2 separate regions of the Macaca fascicularis genome follow, and region 2 is linked to region 1. The links are chromatin contacts, called in public Hi-C maps. All regions are on one chromosome and are shown on one strand. Each heading gives the region's core, a stretch centred on a gene start, on an enhancer-like site or on the middle of the called end of the contact. The rest is flanking DNA. Distances are from core to core; before and after follow the strand shown. Region 1 holds the start of ZC3H8 (zinc finger CCCH-type containing 8). Region 2 holds the start of CHCHD5 (coiled-coil-helix-coiled-coil-helix domain containing 5).

The links. A called contact is a pair of places that touch in the nucleus more often than the background predicts.
Region 2: a Hi-C map of liver shows a contact between it and region 1, with 2.8 times the contacts expected there. The contact joins the promoter of CHCHD5 here to the promoter of ZC3H8 in region 1. A contact is called at or near these places in 2 of 2 Hi-C or Micro-C datasets (liver and skeletal muscle).

Annotation. Positions count from the first base shown.
Region 1 is chr13:19,303,359-19,308,698 of T2T-MFA8v1.1, forward strand. ZC3H8 (zinc finger CCCH-type containing 8) reads right to left here and starts at 2,232. Exons shown (of 9, transcript XR_006691593.3): 1 at 2,025-2,232.
Region 2 is chr13:19,578,630-19,583,969 of T2T-MFA8v1.1, forward strand. It overlaps CHCHD5 (coiled-coil-helix-coiled-coil-helix domain containing 5), which reads left to right and starts at 2,961. Exons shown (of 4, transcript XM_005575273.4): 1 at 2,961-3,015; 2 at 4,341-4,481; 3 at 4,567-4,732. The coding sequence starts at 3,014.

The DNA.
Region 1 (5,340 bases), core at 982-3,481:
AGACGGAGGTGGGTGGATCACGAGGTCAGGAGATCGAGACCATCCTGGCTAACACAGTGAAACCCCATCTCTACTAATACAAAAAAATTAGTCGGGTGTGGTGGCAGGCGCCTGTGGTCCCGGCTACTCCGGAGGCTGAGGCAGGAGAATGGTGCCAAAGCAAAAGGTGGAGCTTACAGCGAGCTAAGATTGCACCACTGCACTCCAGCCTGGGCGACAGAGCAAGACTCCGTCTCAAAAAAAAAATAAATAAATAAAAATAAAAAAATAAAAAAATCTGCCCCCTCCCTACCACCCCAACAGTACTTATTTTCCCCTTAGCCTTCATTCATTTTCTCAGGGTATTTAAATACGATATATTTATGTATTGTTTGTCTCCCCCTCCCCCTAATAACGTAAATTCATTAGTACAGAAATTTTCATCTCTTGTTCATTTACCGCTATATCCCCAAGGCCATAGCAGGTGCTGAATACAATTTTTTGAATGAATGAGAAGTACTCCCATCACAAATTACTAGGAAAAAAACCAGAAACCATATGAGAAAAGACTGATTCATTTGACTGGATAAAACAAAACCACAACATCCCCATTCCTTTATACCTTGAAAAATAATGCCATAGGCATGACAATTGGGAGTAAAGTACTCTCAAATAAGAGATCCTAGAATTTGAAAAAGACCAAAAAGAAGAAAAATGGGCAAATAATATGGACAGCTCACCATACTTCCATACCATCCTTCACCCATCATTTTGGCAAAATTCCAAGTGTCTTTTATGTATTGCAGTCAAGTTTTTGGGAATGGAATTTTCGTCCAATACACTTTCAAACTGATAGCTGCTGTTGGGATTTTTACATGTTGTTATCTTTTTTTTTTTGGTGATGAATTCTTATGTATTTTACAACGTATCAATTAGTTCCAGTTATTTTTCTTAGTAAATTATATCATCTGCAAGTAATTAGAGTCTTTGTCTCTTTCCAATATTTATAGGCCTTATTTTATTTTAGTCATTTTGCATGAGAAGCTTGGTGATAAAATCATGGGTCCTGGACATAGTTTTTCCACTTCCACTGTGCAATCTCGGCAGGTTATTTAGCCTCTCCGTGCCTCATTTTCCCATTTGTAAAACAAAGACAGCATCATCTTCAAGTTTGTTTTGAGGATTAAATGATTTCATGTAAAGCACGAGGTAAAGCTCTGGATGATCAGTTAAAATTTGAGATAGAGTGAACAGCTGAGCAATATCGAGAGGTAAAATCAACCATAATTGGAAATATATCTCAGTTGAGGGAAATAAAAGACGTAGGTTTAAGAACAAAGATACTTTTTAGCATTTCAAATTCAAAGAATAAAAAGAATGAACATCTATCTGGGTGTAAGCACTATGCACTGCTCCAAAAATGAAATCTACAAATTAGGGCCATTTGACCAAAAGTCTCCTTTGCTTTTCCAACCTAATGGAAATTTTAAGTCCAAATGATGTCTGTTGCTTTATTGTGGTCTTTAGGGTCTTTCCATGTCAATCGGTGGACTAATGGCAGAGTATTCCCTATTCTTTACCTTTTAATAAACTTGTGATTTCGTCCTTTCTACAGAAAAGAGCCTAGCATGTGTCAGTGAAAAAGGTCCAATCAGTGTCCTCTGGGAGTTTACGGTCTCGTGGAACCAAGCAATAGTAAAGACAGACGCTACCGGACCACAGAAGCGGGCTCCTAACCCGCTGCTGTGCAGAGAAAGGGGCGCATCCCGGAGCCTTCTCGCTTCCACCCCGCTCCCCCGCCCAGGCTCTCGGCAGCCCCGGCCGTGGCGGCCTACGCCTGAGCCCCGTGTTCAGCTTCTGCTCCCACCCGGACCCTGCACGACCTCTATAGGTCAGACGGTGGCGTCCGGCCGGCCCACGTGCTCCCCACGGGCTCTCCCGACGCGGCCCGGACGTGGTTCCGGACGGCCTCCAATCCTGAAGAAACTAAGAGGCGGAGTCCCGCTGAGCCCCTGCATTCAAAGGATGAAAAGATGGGGGATCACCTTTCGTCAGAGTCCGTGGCCGTTTTGCCGAGGGCCGGGTTGGGGGGTTTTGAGAAAAGATTCTCAAAATCCATGACCCAGACAGGTCCTCCCTTTCGCGAGCCGGGAAACTACAGAGTAACAACCCGAGAGAGTGACAACTGGGACGCGACAGGACGGACCCAGAGCCGCACCAGGGCCACAGGCTCCGCCCCGCGCAGCCCCACCCACCCCGCACATGCGCCGAGCCGCCCTCCGCGACTCTGGGCAAGCCCGCTCCTTCCCTGCCACCTTCGCCTCGGCTCTGCGCAGGCGCCGCCGTTGTTGCCCTTCCGTAGGCTTTTTCGTCTGTTACCTCAGATAGTAGACTTTAATTTAATTAAATTACTTAATTTATTATTTATTTATTTATCTATTTTGAGACAGAGTCTAGCTCTGTCGTCCGGGCTGGAGCGCAGTGGCATGATCTCGGCTCACTGCAACCTCCGCCTCCCGGGTTCAAGCAAGTCTCCAGCCTCAGCCTCCTGAGTAGCTGGAATTACAGGTGCATGCTACCACGCCCGGCTAATTTTTGTATTTTTAGTAGAGACGGGGTTTCGCCATGTTGGTCATATTTTTAGTAGAGACGGAGTTTCACCATGTTGGCCAGGATGGTCTCGATTTCTTGACCTTGTGATCCGCCCGCCCCGGCCTTCCAAAGTGCTCGGATTACAGGCGTGAGCCACCCCGACCGGCCCCAGCCCAGAATTTTTAAAAGGATTTGTTAGGATTCTGCTTTCACCTTGGTGAAAACTGTTCCATCAAAATCACAGTATTTCTAAGGGATGGTAGTAACAGCTAACATTGATCTGAGCACTCCACTACTATTCCTTAGAAATAGCGTTTCATATGTTAGCTAACTTAATCCTCACAACAGCCCTGTAAAAGATGTTCTATTACCATCCACATTTTTGAAATGAATAAGCAGATATGTAGTCTGGTAATGTAACTTGTAGGGTCTCTACAATTGAATGGGATTAAAATGAATACACAAGTAACCTCAAGACCGAAAAGTCCATTAAAAAGTACCAAATACTAAGAGGATTCAGAAGAGGGAAAAAATTGCATCCAGTTGGGAAGGCTTCTTGAGAAGGGAGTATTTGGGCTGGGTCTTGAGATATTTCCATAGGAAAAGATGAAGTTAAGAGTAAATGGGCATTCCAAGTAGAGAGAATTGTATTAAGGCAGGAAAACAGAGCATGCTGTTGCAGAACGGGGAATTGCTCAGTTTTGCTCAGTGTAATACCATTTAAGGCAATAGTAGAAAGGAAGGCGCAAACCCTAGTTTGGGCCAATGATAGAGAACCTGACTTGCTTCTGTAAGTGAAGGAACTGATTCTTGGCATGAGTCAGGATCCCTCTACCAATTAGTGAAGGGAACTATATGAAGCCAGACATCTTCCCTGGGGAAATTCTACTTTCCCGTGTTGTTTATGTTATAGGCAATCACCTATGGAACATGAATCATTACTAAAAATGGAGAGGAAAAAATGAATTAAGGAAATGAAAACTAGAATTACTCCCTCTTTAGCAGGAAGCACTATTATAGAACTCAAATGGTTACTATACACATTTTTTTATATAAAATGTCCAGCATACAGCAAAAGATAACCAGACACAAATGAAAATTCAATTAGCAGGTAAAAAGCAGCTAAAACATCTGACCTGCAAAGGCATCAGACACTAGCATTTTCAGACCAAGACTATATAAAAGGCTACATATGTTTGTGTTAGATTGATGCCAAAAATGGCCCCAAATTCTCCAACTTTTCCCGTATCCATGTCCTTTGCGGTGTGACTTTGCAGCTCCTCCCACAAAGAGGTAGGATCAGTTTCACCTCCTCTTTAATCTAAGTTGACTTTGCCTCATAGAACAGCTTGTTTTAGCTAGTAGAATGCAGAAGTGGCCTGCCAATACCAAGCCAAGGCCCCAAGGGGCTTTGTATGTGTTTGCTCTCTCTTCTATGCCTGCTTTCTTCAGGACAATAAGTTCAGGCTACCCTGCTGACGATAAGGGAGAGACATGTGGAAGATAAGGCAAATGGAGGAGAGCGAAAACACCCAGTCAACAGCTAGCAAAACCCTAAAAGCAAAGCCTCCTAGGCAGCATACAGCTGAGCACACACATGATGAAGTCCTGCAGAGAACCGAAGACTCTCAGATGATCCCAGTCCAAATTACTAACCCACATTAATTGTGAGCTAAATAAATGGTTCCTGTTTTAAGTCACTAAGTTTTTAAGTAGTTTACTATATGGTAATATCTAACTAATGAAAAAGAAACTATAAAAAATGTCATAGAGGAACTGGGGAGAAGTAACCAAGTAGAACTTCTAGAAATAAAAAATATAATCCTGAAATTTTAAAAAATCAGTGGATGGGGCCGGGCGCAGTGGCTCACACCTGTAATCCCAGCACTTTGGGAGACCAACGTCAGTGGATCACGAGGTCAAGATACAGAGACCGTCCTGCCAACATGGTGAAACCCCGTCTGTACTAAAAATACAAAAATTAGCTGGGCAGGATGGCACGCACCTGTAGGCCCAGCTACTTGGGAGTCTGAGGCAGGATAATCGCTTGAACCTGGAAGGCGGAGGTTGCAGTGAGCCGACATCGCGCCACTGCACTCCAGCCTGGCGACAGAGTGAGACTCCGTCTAAAAAAAACCGAAAAAACAAAAAACAAAATCAGTGGATGGTGTGGTCATATTAAAACGTGTTCAAAAATTCCTTAACACTTCTCCCTGCAACAGGTGGAGACTTAGTCCCCTCTTCTTTAATGTGGATAGGGTTTACTGATTTATTTCTAACAAATACAATGTGGCAAAAGTGATGATGCATGATTTGTGAGGTCGTAAGAAGACATTGTAGTTTCTGCCTTATTCTCTTGAATCATCTGCATGAAGGGAAGTCAGTCACCATGTCCTGAATCACTCAGGCGCCTGTGGAGAGCCAGCCGTTTGGGTGAGGTACCTTGGAAACAGATCTCCCAGCACTAAGCAAGCCGGAAGCCATCTTGACAGCAATCCCATGAGAAACTGTGGGACAGAACCACCCAGCTAAGCAGCTCACAGATTCATGACCCATAGAGGATATAAGAAGATCAATGTTGGGCCAGTTGTGGCGTCTCACGCCTGTAATCCCAGCACTTTGGGAGGCTGAGGCAGGTGGATCACCTCGAGTCAGGAGTTTGAGACCAGCCTGGCCAACACGGTGAAACCCCATCTCTACTAGAAATACAAAATTAGCTGGGCATGGTGGCACATGCCTGTAGTCCCAGCTACTTGGGAGGCTGAGGCA
Region 2 (5,340 bases), core at 1,711-4,210, 280 kb after region 1:
GGTGGAACCCTATCTCTACTAAAAATACAAAAACTAGCCGGGCGTGGTGCACACGCCTGTAGTCTCAGCTATTCGGGAGGCTGAGGCAGAAGAATCACCTGAACCCGGGAGGTGGAGGTTGCAGTGAGCTGAGATCGTGCCACTGTACTCCAGCCTGGGTGACAGAGCGAGATGCCGTCTCAAAAAATAAACAAGTAACAATAAAAGAGGCTGCAATACATGACACATTGGCAGCACCAACTCCTGCCTGGTGGATGACATCCATCTTTAGACATCCCCACTCCAGGGTTGCTGGGGGTCCATTACCATTGTTGACACCTCTTCAGGTTATGATGTTATCATCAGTCCCAGTGCTATCAGTCAACTCTACACTCCTAGGTAGTTCTTGAATCTACAGTTGACCCTTAAATAATGCAGTAGAAAATCCACATATAACTTTTGACTCCCCCAAAACTTAACTACTAACAGCCTGCTGTTGATCTGAAGTCTTACTGATGACATAAACAGTAGATTAACACATATTTTGTATGATATATGCATTATATACTGTATTCTTGCAATAGTAAACTAGAGAGAAAGTGTTATTAAGGAAATTGTAAGGAAGAGAAAATATACTATTCATTAAGTGGAAGTGGATCATCATAAAGGCGTCCACCCTTGTCCTCTTCACATTGAGTAGCTGAGGAGGAGGAAGGGGGGTTGGTCTTGCTGTCTCAGAGTGACAGAGGCAGAAGAAAATCCGAGTATAAGTGCATCAGTACACTTTAAATCCATCTTGTTCAAGGGTCAACTGTAAACTGTTTTATTTAATGGGCAACCCACGCACCCAAGTGGTTATAAGTGGTACTACGAAATGTATTATAAAAATACTGTAGTTTTTTAAATTTGAGACAGAGTCATGCTCTGTCATCCAGGCTGGAGTGCAGTGGTGTGATCTCGGCTCACTACAACCTCCGCAGCAATTCTCGTGCCTCAGCCTCCTGAGTAGCTGGGACTACAGGCACCTGCCAACCATGCCTGGCTAATTTTTTGTATTTTTTGTAGAGACAGGGTTTCGCCATGTCTCTACTCCTGGCTGGTCTCCAACTCCTGACTTCCAGTGATCCGCCCACCTCGACCTCCCAAAGTGCTGGAATTACAGGCATGAGCCACTGCACCCAGCTGAACACAATCTTTACCTTCTATGTACTGATTTATGTCTTTGTAACTGCCATCCACCTAAAATGTACAAAACCAAACTGTAATTCTACTGTCTCAGGCACACTTTCTCAGGACCTGTGTTTCCCAGGCCATGGTCACTCATATTGGCTCAAAACAAACCTCTTTAAGACATTTCAGTTTGGTTTTTCTGTTAACAGGTGGTTGATTTTTCCTAGTTCTTTAACGAGATCCCTAGAAACCGGGTTTAAGACAATTGAACTTCTTTTTTGCTTTCGTGGTCAGATAAGAAAATTTCAGAAACTCCCTCCCTGTGTACCTGTGGGCATCCCCACCCCCCCACACCAACAAGAAAGGTTAGACAGATCTTCTGAGGTAGCTTCTAAGGCCTTTCAGCATGTCAAAATGCATCTTTGGGGTATTCGTTTCTGAGTACAAACAAGGGAACGGGGTGGATTAAGATTTCGTTCTCCCAGTAGAGGAAAATCCAGGGATTCAGTCTACATTTGAAGCCAAAAACAGTTATCTGACTCCTTCCAGAGCCTTTAAATGTTGATCCCCTCCCCTCTTCTCCCACCAAACATACACTTGGAAGTTTAAAAAGAATGGAGGGATCTCAAGGTGTAAAGCTTTCTGTGCCTATGGCAGATTCAGATGACCAGTGCTGGTCCTCGGATGTCAACTGCCAACCAGGGTAGCTCATGGTTACAGCCTCCCGTAGAGCTCTCACTTATCCAGAACACCTGAGGCTCCAAGCTCAGTATCAAACTGTTCACTTGCACTGTGTCCTCTATGAGGTCACTGTCATCATCATCATTTTACAGACACACTGAGACTCCAAGTGGTCGTTACTAGTTCACAGTCAAGTAGCTCTCGTTCATCTTCTCGTTCATCTTCAACTCTATGATTAACTGCAAAGTGTTCTGCTCATTTTGACTAGAGTCTTGAAAGATCTGCAAACTAAATGGCAGGACTGATGCTCAGTTCTCTGACCAGGGGATATCCAGTCTTTTAAGTTGGGAAACTCACGCCCATGTCTAACCTCACACTTTTAAGACAGATGAGAAGGAAGGGGGAAATGTTACTACACTAGGAGGAATTAATTACAAAGAGAGGAAGTAACTGGCTTGATAGTCTCACGGAGTCGGGATTAAACACCATGTCTGTCCTGGCCTACACTAAGGGACGGAGGAACGCCTGGGTCACCCAGGCTGAGTAAATACGAGGCCCAAGCCGAATTAGTTCGGCTCTTGGTTTGACTCCCTCTTCCCTTCTGTTCCAAGCGCTCGCATGAACCAGGGTGCCAGGAGGACTATCAGCTTCTGCGCCAGGCCGATGGTGGCAGCGTGGCGTTAGGAATCAGGCCCCCTATCCCTGAGTCCAACAGCCTACCGCCATAGCACCCAACCAAACTGGGAACAACATGTTGAGACGCCGCAGCAACAGCAGCCGCTTCCCACCAGCTCCAGTCGGAGATTTGGAGCGCTTGTGTCTGCGGCTCAATCCCGTGAGGTGCGGCGCAGCTCAGCGGCGCATTCTCTTTGGAGCGGAGGCACCACCGTACTTTCCATCGCTTACTTCCGTTGAACCCCGGGCGCTGCCATGGCAAGCCGGAAATAGGGATAGATCTAGCCAGAAGAGGGCGGAAGTGGCTACTCAGGGCGTCGCCATGACGAGTCGGGACCGGAAGAAGAGGTGGGGCGCCGCCATGACAGATTAGTCCTAAAGGGAACCGGTTGTTAGTTCAATTGGCTACCGGAAAAAAACAGGCTGGGCTGGGCGCCGCCATGACAACCGATACCGGAAAAGGCGGGTCGTTCCCCCCGGACAGACCTACGCCGGCAAAAGTCTCGAGATGTGAGTAGTGAGAGCGCCTACCGTATACGTGCGGCCGCTCCCCTTCTCTTACCCAGTGATCTAGACCTAGTCTAGGACCTCCGGAATTAGGACCAGCCTCCCTCCTTCTTGGAGATCTGACCCTCAGGATTCAGCGCCTTCCCTCACGAGTTACAACCCTCCGCATGCCCAAGCCCCGCCCTCTAAGCGTTTAGGCCCCGCCCCCTCTCGCAGCAGCTTAGGACTTCGGTCCAGTCACTATTCACCCAAGCTCTGCCCCCAGTACCCCTGGTCCGGCCGTTCACACCGAAATCCTAAGACTACAGACATATTTAGGGACCTCTAGGACTCCTACACCCGTCCTCAGAGCTCCAGATTCCTCCCCCTCGATCACCAAACTTTACCTATTGAACCTTCCACATCTGCCCAGGACCCCAGTCCTCACCTATAGGGTCCATAGACTTGTTCCTAGACCACTCTGACCTTGCCCGGGATTCCCAGAGCACCAACCTCATGCAGGGCTTCCAGACCTCATGCCCCTGGGACTTGAGTCCCGCACCACGGCCTCAGGTTTCATCTTGAAGACTCTTTGGCTAAGACACTCTTCCCCAGGACCTGAGACCTCACCTCCTGGACCTCTAAACCTCACTTTTAGAATCCCCAAACCCATTTAGGGCTTTCAAGCTCTCTCCCTGGAATTCTAGATCTTACTTCTAAGTCCGTAAGTCTTCTCTGCATGATCCTCAGGCCTACTGGGGGATGCCTGGATTTCAAGGCCTGTCTTCTAGGACCCAGAAGGCCTACCTTAGATTAATCAGACCTTGTTTTAGAACCTCCACTCTCTCCCCAGAAGCTCCCCTTCTGCTTTACAAGCCCCAGGGCTAGGCCTCACCTCTACACTTCTTTGGCCCCATCTCAGGATCCTTCAGACTCCCACATCTGCCCTGAACGCCTAGTCCTACTTCAGATCCAGACCAGAACTCCCTTTCTTTGCCAAGCACCATAGCTCATGCCTGTAATCCTAGCACTTTGGGAGGTCTAAGCGGGAGGATCACTTGAGCTGAGGGGTTCAATACCAGCCTGGGCAACATAGCAAGACCCTGTTTCTACAAAACATAAAAAATTAGCTGGGCATGGTGGCTCATGCCTGTGGTCCCAGCTACTTAGGAGGTTGAGGCAGGAAGATCACTTGAATCCAGGAGTTGGTGGCTACAGTGAGCTATGATCATGCCACTGCACTCCAGCCTGGGCCACAGTGAGACCCTGTCTCTAAAAAATAAAATAAAATAAAGATTCCCTTGCTTCCCTGCTGCCTGGAATGATCCTCAGCCCATCCTGTCCCACAGGCAGGCAGCTCTGGAGGTCACCGCTCGCTACTGTGGCCGGGAGTTGGAGCAGTATGGCCAGTGTGTGGCGGCCAAGCCGGAATCCTGGCAGCGGGACTGTCACTACCTTAAGATGAGCATTGCCCAATGCACATCCTCCCAGTGAGTGTCGGCAAGTATGAGACAGTGTGGGGGGTGGGCAGTGGGGTGGGAATCTCCCAGAGGCTGAACTGCCCTACCCCCACAGCCCAATCATCCGCCAGATCCGCCAGGCCTGTGCTCAGCCTTTTGAGGCCTTCGAGGAGTGTCTTCGACAGAACGAGGCAGCTGTGGGCAACTGTGCGGAGCATATGCACCGCTTCCTGCAGTGCGCTGAGAAGGTGCAGCCACCACGTTCACCTACAACTGTGGAGGTAAGAGGGGCTCATCTCAGTTCATCTCTTTTCTCCACAACATGCCCTTCATCCTTCTGATTGTTCAGGGTAAAGACTTAGGAGTCATCCTCAGCCCCACCCCACCACCACACAGGCCTTTGCCATGCATCCAGAATCCAGAACATCATCACTTCTTGCCCCATATAGCCCCTGCTTTAATCCACCACCACCCACACCCTCCCCCTCCAGGATACCTGCCCCAGCCTTCTCCCTGGTCTCCCTTCTTCTTTTCTTGCCTCCATAAAGCGGCCTGGGTGAGCATGTTAGGACTGAAATTTGGTCTCATTACACCTATGCTTAAATCTCTCCAGTGGCTTTGCGTCACATTGAGAATAAAATTCCAGGTCCTTGCTAGGTTCTCTGTGTTCTTCCCTAGGCTGACTTCATCCACCTCCTCCCTCACCCTCTCTCTCCCACTACTTTTCATCTGCAACTGGAGAGGGGCTGGGCTGAGGTGGCCAAAAAAAGCTCACTCTTTTAAATGTATCTAATATGTAAGCCAGATATACAGTATATTTGTGATATGTAAGTTTCATGGTTGGGCAATTAGAACAAAAGTCTAAAATGACTCCTTGAGGAGAGGCAGT